Regions from separate parts of the Sminthopsis crassicaudata genome. Here region 1 is linked to region 2. A link is a contact called in public Hi-C data. All regions are on one chromosome and are shown on one strand. The core of a region is the stretch at or near the end of the contact, and the rest is flanking DNA. Distances in the headings are between cores, read along the strand shown.

Evidence for each region. Hi-C and Micro-C count contacts between places; a contact is called where the count stands out from the background.
Region 1: a Hi-C map of hippocampus shows a contact between it and region 2, with 2.7 times the contacts expected there. The contact joins the promoter of PDS5A here to the promoter of LIAS in region 2. A contact is called at or near these places in 2 of 2 Hi-C or Micro-C datasets (fibroblasts and hippocampus).

Annotation. Positions count from the first base shown.
Region 1 is chr6:30,130,307-30,137,193 of ASM4859323v1, reverse strand. PDS5A (PDS5 cohesin associated factor A) reads left to right here and starts at 3,984. Exons shown (of 33, transcript XM_074274573.1): 1 at 3,984-4,125; 2 at 4,673-4,848. The coding sequence starts at 4,711.
Region 2 is chr6:29,752,237-29,759,054 of ASM4859323v1, reverse strand. It overlaps LIAS (lipoic acid synthetase), which reads right to left and starts at 2,507. Exons shown (of 11, transcript XM_074276687.1): 1 at 2,347-2,507; 2 at 569-741; 3 at 180-273. The coding sequence starts at 2,391. RPL9 (ribosomal protein L9) reads left to right here and starts at 2,918. Exons shown (of 7, transcript XM_074276688.1): 1 at 2,918-3,126; 2 at 3,413-3,528; 3 at 4,513-4,608; 4 at 5,025-5,157; 5 at 6,456-6,536. The coding sequence starts at 3,081.

The DNA of each region.
Region 1 (6,887 bases), core at 2,735-5,234, 380 kb before region 2:
CTGCTATGTAAGTGTGGGGACAGCTCATTTGTTCAGGGGCAGTTCTTTTGAAAAAATTTATACACACATATATATGTGCATTATAAATATATATACAGTGACTAAATGGATTGTCTAATTGTATGTCATAATTTGGACAGTATGAATTCTTTTTTCACTCCATTTTTCCTGTGTAGATGGAAAGGAAGTCGTAAAATTTATTGAGACAGCTGTGGGCTTAGATCTTGGGTTTGGGACTTTAATTCTGTTCAAAAATTATCTCAATAAAGGAAATGTACAAGAGCAATGAGGTGGCTCAGTAGTTAAGGACTAGAGTTCAATCTGAAATCAGATACTTGATCATACTAACTGTATGGCTCTGAGCAGTCACTTAACCCTTTCTTTAAAGAGTCCCATGGGTACAAGCCCTGTACTATTCTGTACTATTTTAATAGTCTTCTGATTGGTCTGTCACAAATCTTCCCCAACTCCAGGTTATCATCCATTCGGCTATCAAAATGGAGAAGGTGAAGGGAGAGAAAGGGAAGGGAATACGCATTTTTATGGCATCTACTTTGTGATTTACAAGTCTCTCATTTAATTCTTACAGGTTTCCATCAGCAAGCATCTTATGTAACCAGGATAAACTAGAAGCATTCCCAATAAGATCAGGAGTGAAATAAGGTTGCTCACTATCACCATTACTATTCAAGATTGTATTTAAAATGTTAGCTTTAAGAATAAGAGAAGAAAAAGAAACTGAAGGAATTAGAGTAGGTAATGAGGAAACAAAATTTTCACTCTTTGCAGATGATAAGATGGTATACTTAGAGAATCCTAAAGAATCAACTAAAAACCATTAGAAGCAAAGAGAAATTCCATTTAAAAGAATTATAAATAATATAAAATATCTGGGCGTCTATCTGAATGGCAGAAACTAGACATTGACCAATACCCAAAACTCTATACCAAGTTAAGGCCAAAATGAGTTCATGATTTAGACACACTATAAGCAAATTAGGAGAATAAGATTACTTCTCAGAAAGGGAAAGGGAAGGAATTTATAGCCAAAGAAAAACTAGAGAACATTATGAAATGCAAAAATGGATAATTTTGACAATATTAAATTAAAAAGGTTTTGTATAAACACTTTGGTTTCCTTGTAGGTTAAATGAGAGAGCAAATAGTAAGCATGCAAATCTGAGGATATTCATCAAACTCCAGTGATCACCATGAGGAACAAATATAAAATTGTCTGGTGTTCAAAACCCTTCATAACTTGCCCCCTGCTTTTTCAGGCACTATCTCACACTAGCCTCTTCTCCATGGTGTACTCTTTGACAGAGTTGCACTGAATTTGTTTTTCTTTAAATAAGATACTCCAACTTATAAATCCAACCATTTTCACTGGTTCTTTCCTACCCCATTCCTGGAATGCTCTTATTCCTTACTTCCACCTTGTGGTTTCCTTCTTGTGATAACTAAAATTCTATCCTCTAAGAGAAGTCTTTCCTGGGGCCTCTTTAAGCTTATAACTCTTTCCCTCTTTGATTTTCTCCAATTTATCCTGTCTTGTATGTGCATAGATTTTTTTGTATGTCGCTTACCCCATAATGAGCTCTGTGAGTACGGGGACTGTTTTATTTCTCAGATTTTGTTTTAGATCTTAGCAGCCTTTCTTACCTCCCTCAGTGTTGAGCATAATATCTTCCACGTAGTAGATGTTTAATAATCACTTGTTCACTTAACTGTGCAGATTAATATTTTAGAATGCAAAGAAAAACTTTAAGTTACTATATGAAACTAAAAAGTCATTCAAGTCAGAGCAGACCATAGTGATTGACTTCATTTTTCCTGTTATTTGATAGTCATTGGAGAACCTCTTAATAATATTGTACTGCACTGAAATGTCTTATCCAAAGAGCAAATCTGAGATTCCAGGAACACTTGGAAACGTGATTGGAAGATATTAAAACTTTATTGAGTTTCACAATAACTACAGTACAACAGGAAAATAAATTTCTAAAAATGTTACAGAGAGGAGTCAATTCTCATTTTCACAGGCTAGGATATAGAGCTGTAAGGGATCTCAGAGGTCAGCTGTCGGAATTCTCTTATTTCACTTATAAGGAAACCAAACACTTAAAAAACTTATCCAAAGTCAGAAGGAGAAATCAGGGATTAGATAAGAACCCAATTCCACTAATCACTGAGTATTTTTTTTTTTTTGGCATTATTATTTGAGTATTTTGCATTGTCACACTTTCCTTTTTCTCCCTCATAATTACAAATGTAACTAATCTGGTTTAAGGTAAGTAAACGTTAGGAATGAAGAAGGATCATATCAGAAACAAGACTCAAACATATTCATTTCAATAAGCAACCCTTTTGCATTTTAAAAAATTGTCTGATTTCATTAAATTATTCGTTATAAACCTTGTTTTAAATGGTTGCATCTTTTCTCATTGACTCTACTAGGAACAGAGCTTCCTAGTCTTTTCCCACTTTTGTTTGCCTAAGAACCGGGGACGCAGGCACTTGAAACAGGCATGCAAATAGAACATTTACTGATGATAGATGATAATTTTATGAACCCCACATTCGGTTGGGAGACAGTTTAAGAGCTTTATACCAGAAGATAAGGTTAAAAACCAGAGGGTTAAGACATTCCTGCCCACTGTCATTTATGATAACCAGCTTTTTAAGTGCTTGGCGATGTGAAAGATTCTTCTCTACGTCTACAATGGAGCTATCACATTAATGCTATTAGGGTTATTGATTATATTATGCATAATTATTAATAACCATACCGATTCATTACTGTTCTGGACGATAAAGCTTAACGTTCCCGTGTATGTGCAGATAAGTAACCCGGGAAGCTCACGGAAGAAAGGATACAAACCATCGCACTTAAGACTGGCACAGAAAGAACAGTATCCCTTAATTAGTTACAACATAACACAAGAGATGCAGGGGCTGGGAAACAGTGTTCCGGAGTGAGTGGCTCACGCACCGAGTCCCGGAGAGCGGCTCCGGAGGAGCCGTCCGGGGCCCGGAACAAAGCCCGGAGCCCGGGCTCCTGCACGGATCCGGAGTGAAGAGCGTGAGGGCCGAGCGCGTCCGATCCCGGCTTTGTGCTCTCAATGATAAGCGTGCGGATGCCCGAGCGCCTCTCCCTCCAAGACCAAAGAAAAGGATGGGGAACAATCGATGGGCGCCGAGACTGAGGGCAGCAGCCAGGGAGAACAGGGGGTCCCCTTCGCCTTCTCAGTTCTTAGTTGGCGGAACCGGGCGGCTCGCGCCCCTAATTCAGTCCCTGAGCCGCTCTCGGCACGTTCTCTTCACCCCCTGGCTGCGGAGTCGGAGAATTTTCTCCTCCCTCTGTGGCCCGTGCGCCCCCCGCTCACCTGCGGGGTCCTTGCTGAGCCGAGGGCGAGAGGGGCCGCCTCAGAGGAGGCTCCTCGTGGGTAGAGGCTGCCCGCCGCAGCGCTCTCGGGTCCCCTGACGAAGCGCCCCCTAGCTCCTGGGGAATGAGCGCCACGCCCGCCCCGGGATCTTCGGCCGGGCCCGGCCCGCTCGCTTCCTCCCCTCCCCCTCCTCCTCCTCGGGTCTCCGGGCGTGCAGCTTTTGGCGCCAATCGGGAGGCGGCGCTGTCCGCAGGGCGTGGGGCGACGCTCCCCGGCGGGGCGGGGGGGAGGGGAGGCGCGCGCTGCTGCTGCTGCCGCCGCCGCCGCCGCCGCGTGACCCGCAGGCCCCGGGGCTGAGCGCGAGCGGCTAGGCTCGGCGGGCGGCCCGGGGCGGGGGCGGAGATTGACGGGCTGACGGAGGCTGTGGCGGGCTGGGCGCCGGGCCGGGCCTCGGCGAGCGGCCTGGGCGGCTGCTCTTCCTCGGGCCGTCGGAGAGCGGCAGTGTGGCCCCGCGCAGCGCGCGCTCGCTCCCTCGCTCACTCGCCGCTCGCCCCTGCGCGCCTCTGCTTCTGGGCTCGGCTTGGCTCCCCCGCCGAGCCCGCGGCTTCTCTCGCGGCGCTCCGGGGAAGGCGGCGGCGGGACCGTGGGCCGCTTTGTGTGCAATCCCGCGGCGCGGCAGCCGGGCCGGGGCTCCACCTGCGGACCGCCACCACGCGCCACCCGCCCGCATGAGGACGAGGTAAAGGCGGCGGCCGAGGGCCCGGGGCAGGCCGGGGCGGCCCGGGGCGCGAGGCTGGGGACGGCCGGGCGCGGAGGGAGACGCGGTCGCTCCCGGGTGGGGGGTGGGTTCCGAGACGGAGGCGGGGGGCGGCCGGAGCGGACGCGGGGGACCGCGGCCTAAGCCGAGCCCCCTAGGCCTCGGCCTCGCCTTCTCCCGAAGGCTGTCCCGTGGCAGAGGCTGCCCCGGCAGAGGCTGCACCGGCCCGGGCCCGGGGATCCCCGCCCCCACCCGCAGCTGCCGGGCGCCGGGCGGTGGCTGCACCCGGTGCCGACCTCATTGTGGACCCGGCGCCGGGGAAGTCCCGGCATGGGCCGGCCGGAGAGTCGCGCGACCGGGGCGCCGGGCCGGGAAGTGAGGAGAGGAACGGCGCCCCTGCAGCCCCCGGGCCCCAGCCGCGCTGCCCCTTCCCCCCGTCGGCTGGGCCCTCTCGGATTTGGGGTTTGAAATGAAAAAGAGGTTAGAAAGTCGTCCATTTCCCGCTGAACTTTTGTTTTCTGACCGATAGAGGCCGGTAGAGGAGCGCTGGAGAAAGTTGTGCCCACCATGGACTTCCCCCCTGTGCAGCCCAAGCCGCCCTCGGGCCTGGGCCTGGGCAGTTCGGACGCCAAGATCGCTTACCCCCCAGGAGTGAAGGAGATCACCGACAAGATCACCAACGACGAGGTGGTCAAACGACTCAAGGTACTCCCGCCTTTGCCCCCCAGAACCCACCCTGGGGCATCCACTACTGCCTCCGGGGCAGTGTCCCCAGAACTCACCATAGGGGGGACCTGCTGCTGCCTCTTGGGCCAACACCCCCAGACTAGGAGGGATTGATGCTTTCCTTTCAAAGCTTCTTTGTAAAACTATAGACAGGACTGTCCTAGCATCTGGTAGCTAACTCAAGCTTCTTTTAAGATAGTTCTAGATTCATCCTGTTCAAACATTTGCTTTCTTCCCCCTCCCCCATCCCCAAAGAAGGTATTGAGTATCTTTTGAAAACTTTGAATGGTAGAGTTATAGCATTGCATTATGAGAAATTTAGAAGACTAAAATCTTCCAGGAATGGGGAAAATGTCAGTTTTTTCATAGAAAAAAATTTAAAGTTTATGTAGAACAGTCATTGGCAGGAAAAGTTGAATGAATGTTAGACGTGAAATTTCAAACTTAAGGTGTTTTTGTAAGTGCAGAAACCTGTGTTTTTGAAAATTTTTTTTGCATGAAATGCTTTAAAAAATGAATGTTTCTAATTTCTTGAAAGAAAACTGGCCTATAAAATAATTTTGCAAAATTGGATTTGTACATTATTTGATAAAAACGTTAATGGTTAACATTGCTTTTTAAAGATTCAGTTCTGGAATAAGAAGTTTACCTAAGTCCATGAGTTCTGTGTGGTTTTAAGAAAGCTCAGTACATTGTAGGTTTCTTTGACTAATTTGCTCAGTTGGCATGGTGTTTTTCAGCGTAGTTTTGATGCCAGCATGTTTAACTCTGTTGTGAGATTCTAGGATGTGTCCCTATCTCTGGACAGCTTGACATGCATTTTGCATTTGTGGACGGATAGACATATGATTTATCAAACTATTGGAAAAATAACTTTGGAACATTTATTGGCAGTTAGTCTTCATTTTACTGTTAGAAGTACTGAACTTTGAGATGTATTTCCTTTAGGGAACTTTCTAAGTTTTCACCTATCTGCCATACATGGAATCTGGAGATGGACTTTACCAATGAACTTTCAAAGTACATTCTTCATAGAGACTTTTTGTAAAGGTCCTTGTGTTGCAGCCATAGTAGCAAGTAGCGATTCAGAATAGATATTTCCGAAACACATAATCTGAATTGGAAAGATCCTTAGATATACCTAGTCCAACTTTTGTGGGAGTACCATGACTTAGTGGAGAGTACCCGACTTTAGTCATGCCTTCAAATATTACTTTATTAACTGTATGACAATGGACAAGTCAATTTCATCTTCCTTATTTGTAGTCCTAGGATAACTGTAGTACATTCTCCACAGGATTATTCTGAGGCTCAATTTAAAGTCACAGATATAAAATAAACTTGGAAGTGTTTAATAAAGAGACATGATAGAACATCGTCAACCTTGTTGTCTTCACACAAGCTGTCTCATACCTGGAATACTCTCATCAATTCTGCCTCTTGTGATCCTTTGCTTTCAGAGTTGAGCTCCTATGTCACCTCCTCTTTGACAGGCTTTTCCTTATTTTTTTTCTTCACCTTAGTTGTTAGTTTCCCTCCATTACATTGCATTTACTGGGAACACATTGTGTAACCCTGGAAGTTTTTTGAGGACTAGCACTGTTCTGTTTTTCACTTTATAAACACAATGTCTTTTACATGCGTGGCATTTAATAAATACTTGTTGAATTGAATTGTAAATATAGGTAAAAGTGTAAACAAAGGCTTGGATGTGAGAGGGGAGTAAGTGTTGATGGAGCAGAGTATACTTTGAACTTAGATTGGTAATATTTAGATGAGTGATATAGTGAGTGAAATAAACTTCATTTTATGACTTTTTCTAGTGTTCATCTGCTTTGTAACAGAAAGAGAATTTCATCCCCCTCCCAAGTTGGGAACAACAGAAAGTCAAGGAAGATAGCAATTCCAGAGTATTTATAGGCAGGGCAAATTTGAAGTGGCGGACAGTGCTAGTTCTAAAAGATCTGTAAAATGTAGCTATAGTGGAGTGGGAGAAGAGGGGTGAGTCAAAAGCCTTG
Region 2 (6,818 bases), core at 1,258-3,757:
TGAACCCCAAGGCAAGAAATTCATCAGAAGATATAGACAAGAGTTGTAATATGATCTGCGTGAAGGAAACCCCTATAACAATGAAATCACAGATCCATTAGTGTACTGGAATGTGAGAATAATGCTAAGAAAATTACCTTTTTTTTAGATGGGAAGCTAACAAGATATTACATACTTACTGTATGGAGATTTAAATTCCGCAAAGTGTTTTTCAGCTTGTTGTAATTTTTTCCAATAGGAATCTCTGTTTTTAGCCATGGTGGCAAACTTAGCCTAAATAAAGCCAAATAAAACTATTAGAAAATAAAACTCTCAACAAAAATTGCTATTAAATTATTTTATTTTGTATTTCTAAGGTAAGAAAAATTTTCCTTCACTCTAGATCTCTCCTAGTGGAAGTTGGCACTTTTATCACTTCGGAGTGATTTAGGTCACTTAATGAATTTGTAATAAAAAGGGAAGGTCCCAGTCTAGACCTAATAAAACATTCAATACTCAAAACTATAATGAAAGACAAATTATTATGCCAATGTAAAGGACATTCAGATTGCTAGAAATTACAACCTACCTCTCTCCTTTCTGACGTTTCAAATTTCCTTTATATTCAGCCCAGGTCTTCTTGTCTGAAAGGTCACCAGATATGAAATCCTGAAGATCTGGTCCATTCTGTAGGAGCTCTTTCTTTTTGTCTGGCAAAGAACTTAATGTTTTGTACCGGCTGTACAAATAGTTTCCAAGTACCTAGGGAATTAACCAGTTAATTGTGTTATTTTTTTTATGCAAAGCAGCTCATTAAATTTATCTAATAGGAAATTATCTCAGCAATAAATTATATCTACTACCCAGAATAGAAACTATTTAGAAAAAAAAAAAGCTGTCTCTACTCTAGTAGTTCACAATCTAAGCCACAAAAACACACACTGCCAATAAATACTAAGTAAAACAGGCAAAATGTATATGCCTGGATATATGTATATATATACACACACACACACACACACACACACACACACATACACATCACCTGGATATCACTTATGTAAAATACTTATCAACTGGATTCTAAGCTCAATTAAAGCTTATTTTGCTATTGAATTATGTATTTATTAAAGCAAGTTCTACTTTCTTAGAAACATCCTGTTAGCTTCATTGAAGTTCTCTGTTAATGTAGATATTTGAAAGTAAAAAAATTGTCATTAAAAACAAATTTCCACATTCAGAATTTTTCTTTTTAAGTCTCATTTAGCTACATTTGTGAGTCTCTATATCTGAAGTTAATACTTCATTATGTAAGAGAAATGAATAAACTACTGCAAAAACAAAGTTTCACAATTGGAAAGAGCTCACTGGCCATCTTGACCAACACATTCTTGAAAAAGAAATTCCTTCTTTTAGATAAATACTATTTTGATTCTGGGATATATGTGAAATTGCTTCAAAAGTGATTAATTACTAGCGATACATCTAAATAAGGTATTTTTCTTCACTTATGTTTAATAGCAAGAGTTTGTATTTTATAAAATTAGAAGCCTGAAGAAGCTGCTACACACATAAGAACATTATTCTTGCAAATTAACACATTATTACTATCTACCACGAGCCTATATTTTGAACAAAGTATTCACCAATATATATATACACATATGCAATACACATAACCACGTATACATTTACATGTATCCATATAAATACCCGTTTATTCACATTTTATGTACAATATACGTATTTATGCACACATATTTATATATGTACGTACCTGTATTTATGTATTTGCACTTAAATTTGCATATGCACACACACATATCTATGTATACATGCTTATGCATATATTTATGTATACACGTACCTATGGACTTATTTGCATATTCATGTATACATGTAATGTGCGTGTTTGTATACATGTACACACATGTGTGTATATATACACTTAAAAGTAAAACATCGTGCTCGTTATTTTCTCTCTCTCTCTGTAACATAGTTATCGGTACTTTGCTTCCTCAGCAGGGTAAGCTGCATCCCTGAGCCAGCCCTCCCCACAAGTGACATTCACGTTTCTGTGGGTCAGAGGGCCGGCTCCTGGCCGAGATCTGGCCAATGCTGACAGCGGAACGAGGGGCCTCCCTAGGCCCCTAGATGAGACCCCAAGAGGCCGCTTTTCCTCCTGCCCACGTCTATCCCCGAGGCTCCCGCACGTCTCTAACAAGGGCCCTGTCACGAACGCGACTCGGGGCTGGGTCGGGAGGATAGAACCTCTCAGGGAACGGGGAGATGTGGGGAAAACCAAGCAGGGCCTGCTCCAGACCGGACCTGCCCTCCCTGGCGGCCTCTCCGGGGTCCTTCACTCACCCGGGACCCAAGTACGCCGGAGACGCCGCCGCAGCGGAGAGACATCCCGGGACAGGAGGCTCAGAGCCCCGGCTGGCCGGGCCCAGGCTCCACCAAGTTTGTCAAGCGGAGCGGGAAGTGACGCGCGTCGGAAGTATCCTCAATCACTTACCAGGAAGGCTGAAGTGCCGGTTGTCTCAGGATAAATGCGTCATTGAGGGGCGGGGAGACGTGAAAAACAGAAGAGCTCGCGATAGGAGAGGCCCTCCGGGATTGGCTCCTATAATCCCGCTGTGTCGAGCTGATATGACGCAAGACGTAGCTAGTACGCGTAGATACAAAAACGTGATGACGGAAGACGTTCTCTCTTTAGCCATTTCACCTCCAGGTGAGTCGCTCTCCGTTTTATGTGACTTTTCTGCATCCGAGTCCATCGCTTCTGGGAAGCCAAATTTTGGGGACCGGTGGCCCTACACGCATCCCCTGGCTCTTCCCCCGTGCAGTAACCATTGTGTGGGTCTTCCCACCCTCTACTAGGCCCTCTAAACAGCCTTCTTGTCCGCCGCCTGGGAGCCGGCATTAACTTCCGGTCCGGGCTCGGGCTCGGCGGGGAAGAGCCGGGAGGAGTGGCGGCCCACCGTGGGGCCCGGAGGAAAGGTCTCGTGCCGCCCGACGTCCTTCCTCCCCCCCGGGCGAACCTGACTCTCGGCTCTGCGCGGCTCCGGCAACGCTGATTTCCATTTTTGTTTTTCAGAATGAAGACCATCCTCAGTAACCAGACGGTCGACATCCCGGAGAATGGTAGTGCTCTTTATTCCTACTCTCTTGTTTTAATAATAAGTTCCAAATAAACATGGAAACGTGAGCGCGCGGTACCCCCCTAAAGTTATAAAGGCCTGCTTTTCACACGCATGCGCTGCTTGTAGGCGTCCTGCCACGGGTGTCAGGCCCGCTCCCTCCGGTGCTGGGCCCGCAGCCGAGCGCTGCGCTCCAGGGGCTCTCCCGCCCCCTTAGGTGCAGGGAAGCCCCCTGCGGGTGTGTCGCCTCCGTCCTGGGCTCTCACCCTGAAATTGTCTCTGTCTCCTAGTTGACGTGTCTCTGAAAGGTCGCACAGTAATCGTGAAGGGCCCCCGAGGCGTCCTCCGCAGAGACTTCAACCACATCAACGTGGAGCTCAGTCTCCTCGGGAAGAAGAAGAAAAGGGTAACGCGGCTATTCCTGCCAGTGGGGCCGCCTCCCCGTGCGGGGGGGGGGGGGGGCGCTCTCGGGGTGGGAGCCGGTGGGTGTAAGTGGCGGCTCTGTTCCTCAGGCTGCAGTTTGGAACTGCAATGTAAACTCCCCTTTCTAGCCCGTCTCAGGCTCTTTCATTGGGTACTTGGACAACTGGCTAAGCTCCGCTGTAATTTACATCCTCCTCCCTGCAAAAACTAATTCTGGGCATCCTGGTTTAAGGTTTCAGTTCTGTCACTCAGCTGTTTCTTAATGCAGCAGTCAGTTAACTATGTCTCTGCCCCTTTATTTTCTTTATTTTGGGGCCAGTTTCCATAATCTCATCACCGCCCAGATTAACCTTAATCCAGAGCAGTGTGTCCTTAAATGCTTAGTATTACTTGTCCTTATTTGAAGTTCTAGTGAGGGAAACAATTTCCGTGAGAGCTGAAACCATTTTATTTTTCCTTGTATGCGCCTTTTAATAAAGTTCCCAATAAAGGGCAGATAAGTGTGAATGAAATCACTTAAAAGCTACAGAAATTGATTATTCTGCATTTCCTCTATAACTCCATTAAAGTAATCAAGTTGTGGGAGGCTGTTGTTTGAGCATCCATGAGCTTAAGTGTTGAATGTCATGTTTTGTGTTGCTTCGAACATGCTTGTTACTCCCTCATGTGTAGTCATTAACCCCTATCTTTGTTCTCGCTAGTGATGGTTTCTATAAAGTTTAGACCACTTGAGATCCCAGTCCCATTTTCTCTTAGTGTCCTGCTCACTCTGGTTGTATGTGTGTAGACTGATTAATACTTGCCATTCATTGGGTGGAGAGCTTTTTAACTACAGTACCTCAGAGAGACTTAGTTGTAGAGGGATTGGGAACAGAAAAAAATGGAGAGTTTTCCATGTCTGTTGAATTACAAAAACTAGATCAATTAATCTCTGGAAATGGTCTTCTGAAATGACTTTCTGTTTCAGCTCCGAGTGGACAAATGGTGGGGAAATCGCAAAGAACTTGCCACCGTGCGCACAATCTGTAGCCATGTACAAAATATGATCAAAGGCGTCACCCTGGTAAGGAGGATAAATAACCTCACCGAGTGGTGGGGTGTGCACGTCTGTATTGGGGGAAAGTTTGGTACATAAAGGCTTATCCAAGTTTGGAACTCCAGGGGTTTGAGCAGGTTTATTTAGGAAGAATTTCTGAAGGAATGGGGGTTAAAAATGGAGGCTCTCAATGATTATTTCTCCATCACTTTCATATCCATTCTTTTCTTTCTCCTCATAACCCTCCTGCTTCAAATCCTTATGAGTTCTCTTCTGGGTTGTTGAAGTTGCTTTCTGACATCCCCCTGCCTCTGTCTACCTTCTACTACAGCTGCCAAAGTAATTTCCACGTTTCTGTGGTGGCGTTTAGTGAAAATAAATTTGAAAAGTGCTTAATTGTTTTGCAAAATTCTGCTATTCTAAATTTGTTGATTTTAATGCAGGGTTTTCGTTACAAGATGAGGTCTGTGTATGCTCACTTCCCCATAAATGTTGTTATTCAAGAGAATGGCTCACTTGTTGAAATCAGAAATTTCTTGGGCGAGAAATACATCCGAAGAGTACGCATGAGACCAGGTATGTCCTGTGAGCTAGATTTTCAGAAATGTTAGAGCACAAGAACACAAGATTTATGTCTTGTCATTGCATCACGGGCAATTGAGGCTAGTGAAGTTCGTATAAGCTTGCTGCTGTTGTACCAACTTTTGTTAATGGAGGATCGTCTATATTGGGATTTTGCATTCTGTGTTATAAAAAGTACATGCAAACAATTAGCTTCAAAAATAAAATTCTCTCTCAAAACCTATAAATGTTTATTACTCCCACTATGGTTCTAAGAATATTTCCTTTGAGAATTTTTCCTTATGTACAATGCTGTGAACAGCTTGAGGTTTGAAGGTTATAAGGTTATTGGGTGCAGTTAGTCATATGTTATTTATCCAGTACTAATTCTGCAGAGGTTAGGAGTAACATCTGTTTATTAAGCGGTATTCATCTTTTATGCAAGCTCTTCCTATGTCAGTCTATTCTCAATGTCTTCCACACATGGACTGAGTAATTGAATGATTGGGGCAATTGGTCCATGGCACTTTGCTTTTGGGAGTTTCAGCTTCCCAATTATAACGGGATGAACTGAATGACCTCTGGGCTGTAATTTTTTTTTTTTAAATTTAGGCATTTGAATAATAAACAAGACTTTAAAGTGTAGTATTTTTTTGTTGTGTTGTTGGATTATTTCTTTGTTACAATAGCCTAGATATAAAAAACTTAACATTTTGGAGAGAGGAATGCATTTATAATAAATGGAGTTGAATCTGAGTCATATATTAGGACGATTACTATGTTCCTTTTTTTGTGTGCAGAGCTTTATGCCTGTCCTCAAAGAAAAAGATCATAGAGGTCATTACATCCAATTCCTCATTTTACAGATGAGAAGACTACTGGATAGATTAAAAGAAGTGCTCAGGATTATGTACTATATAATCATTGAGATGGGATTTCAATTGAAATTTTTTTACTTTATATTCAGTTTTCTTTATTTAATCTCTATTTTCCTGTCTCTAAGTTGAAAAATAATGCTATTACCCTATAGTGTTATTATGAAGAAAGCTCATGTATTCAAACACCAGGGTGTCAGCTGCTTTTGTAGTTGTAATTTCCCTATGACTTGGTAGATAGTCTTTAACTGTTTTCTGAAACTGAATATTCTCAACTTCCAGCTTCGTGTATCTTCTTTGCAATTTATAATCTAGTATAACTTCAAAATCCCTCCTGTTAATCCAAGCTAGGCATTAAATGTAGAAACTAGTGAACTATATTTGTTGTACTTAAGGATTGTATAAACCTATTTTTTCCTTTTTTTTTCTCCATATTAGGTGTTGCTTGTGCTGTTTCCCAAGCCCAAAAAGATGAGTTAATTCTTGAAGGAAATGATATTGAACTTGTGTCAAACTCAGGTTAGTATATTTTTGGTTTTAAATATATTTTGATCTGTGTCATATAGGTTAATGTATTAAACATAGTACATCATTAATATTCCAAAAAAATGCAGGAATGAACTTAATTTTAGGTCTAACAAAATTATAGTGGGCCTTAGAAGAGCAACTGGTTCTGGGTTTTATTTGATAATTTCTGTGTTTCATCCCCTAGAAATTTTAATTATTAGCTCATGTGAAAAAGGAGTGGTGGGTTTTTTTTTTTTTTTTTTTTTTTTTGTTTTGTTTTAGTCTAGGTTGAGG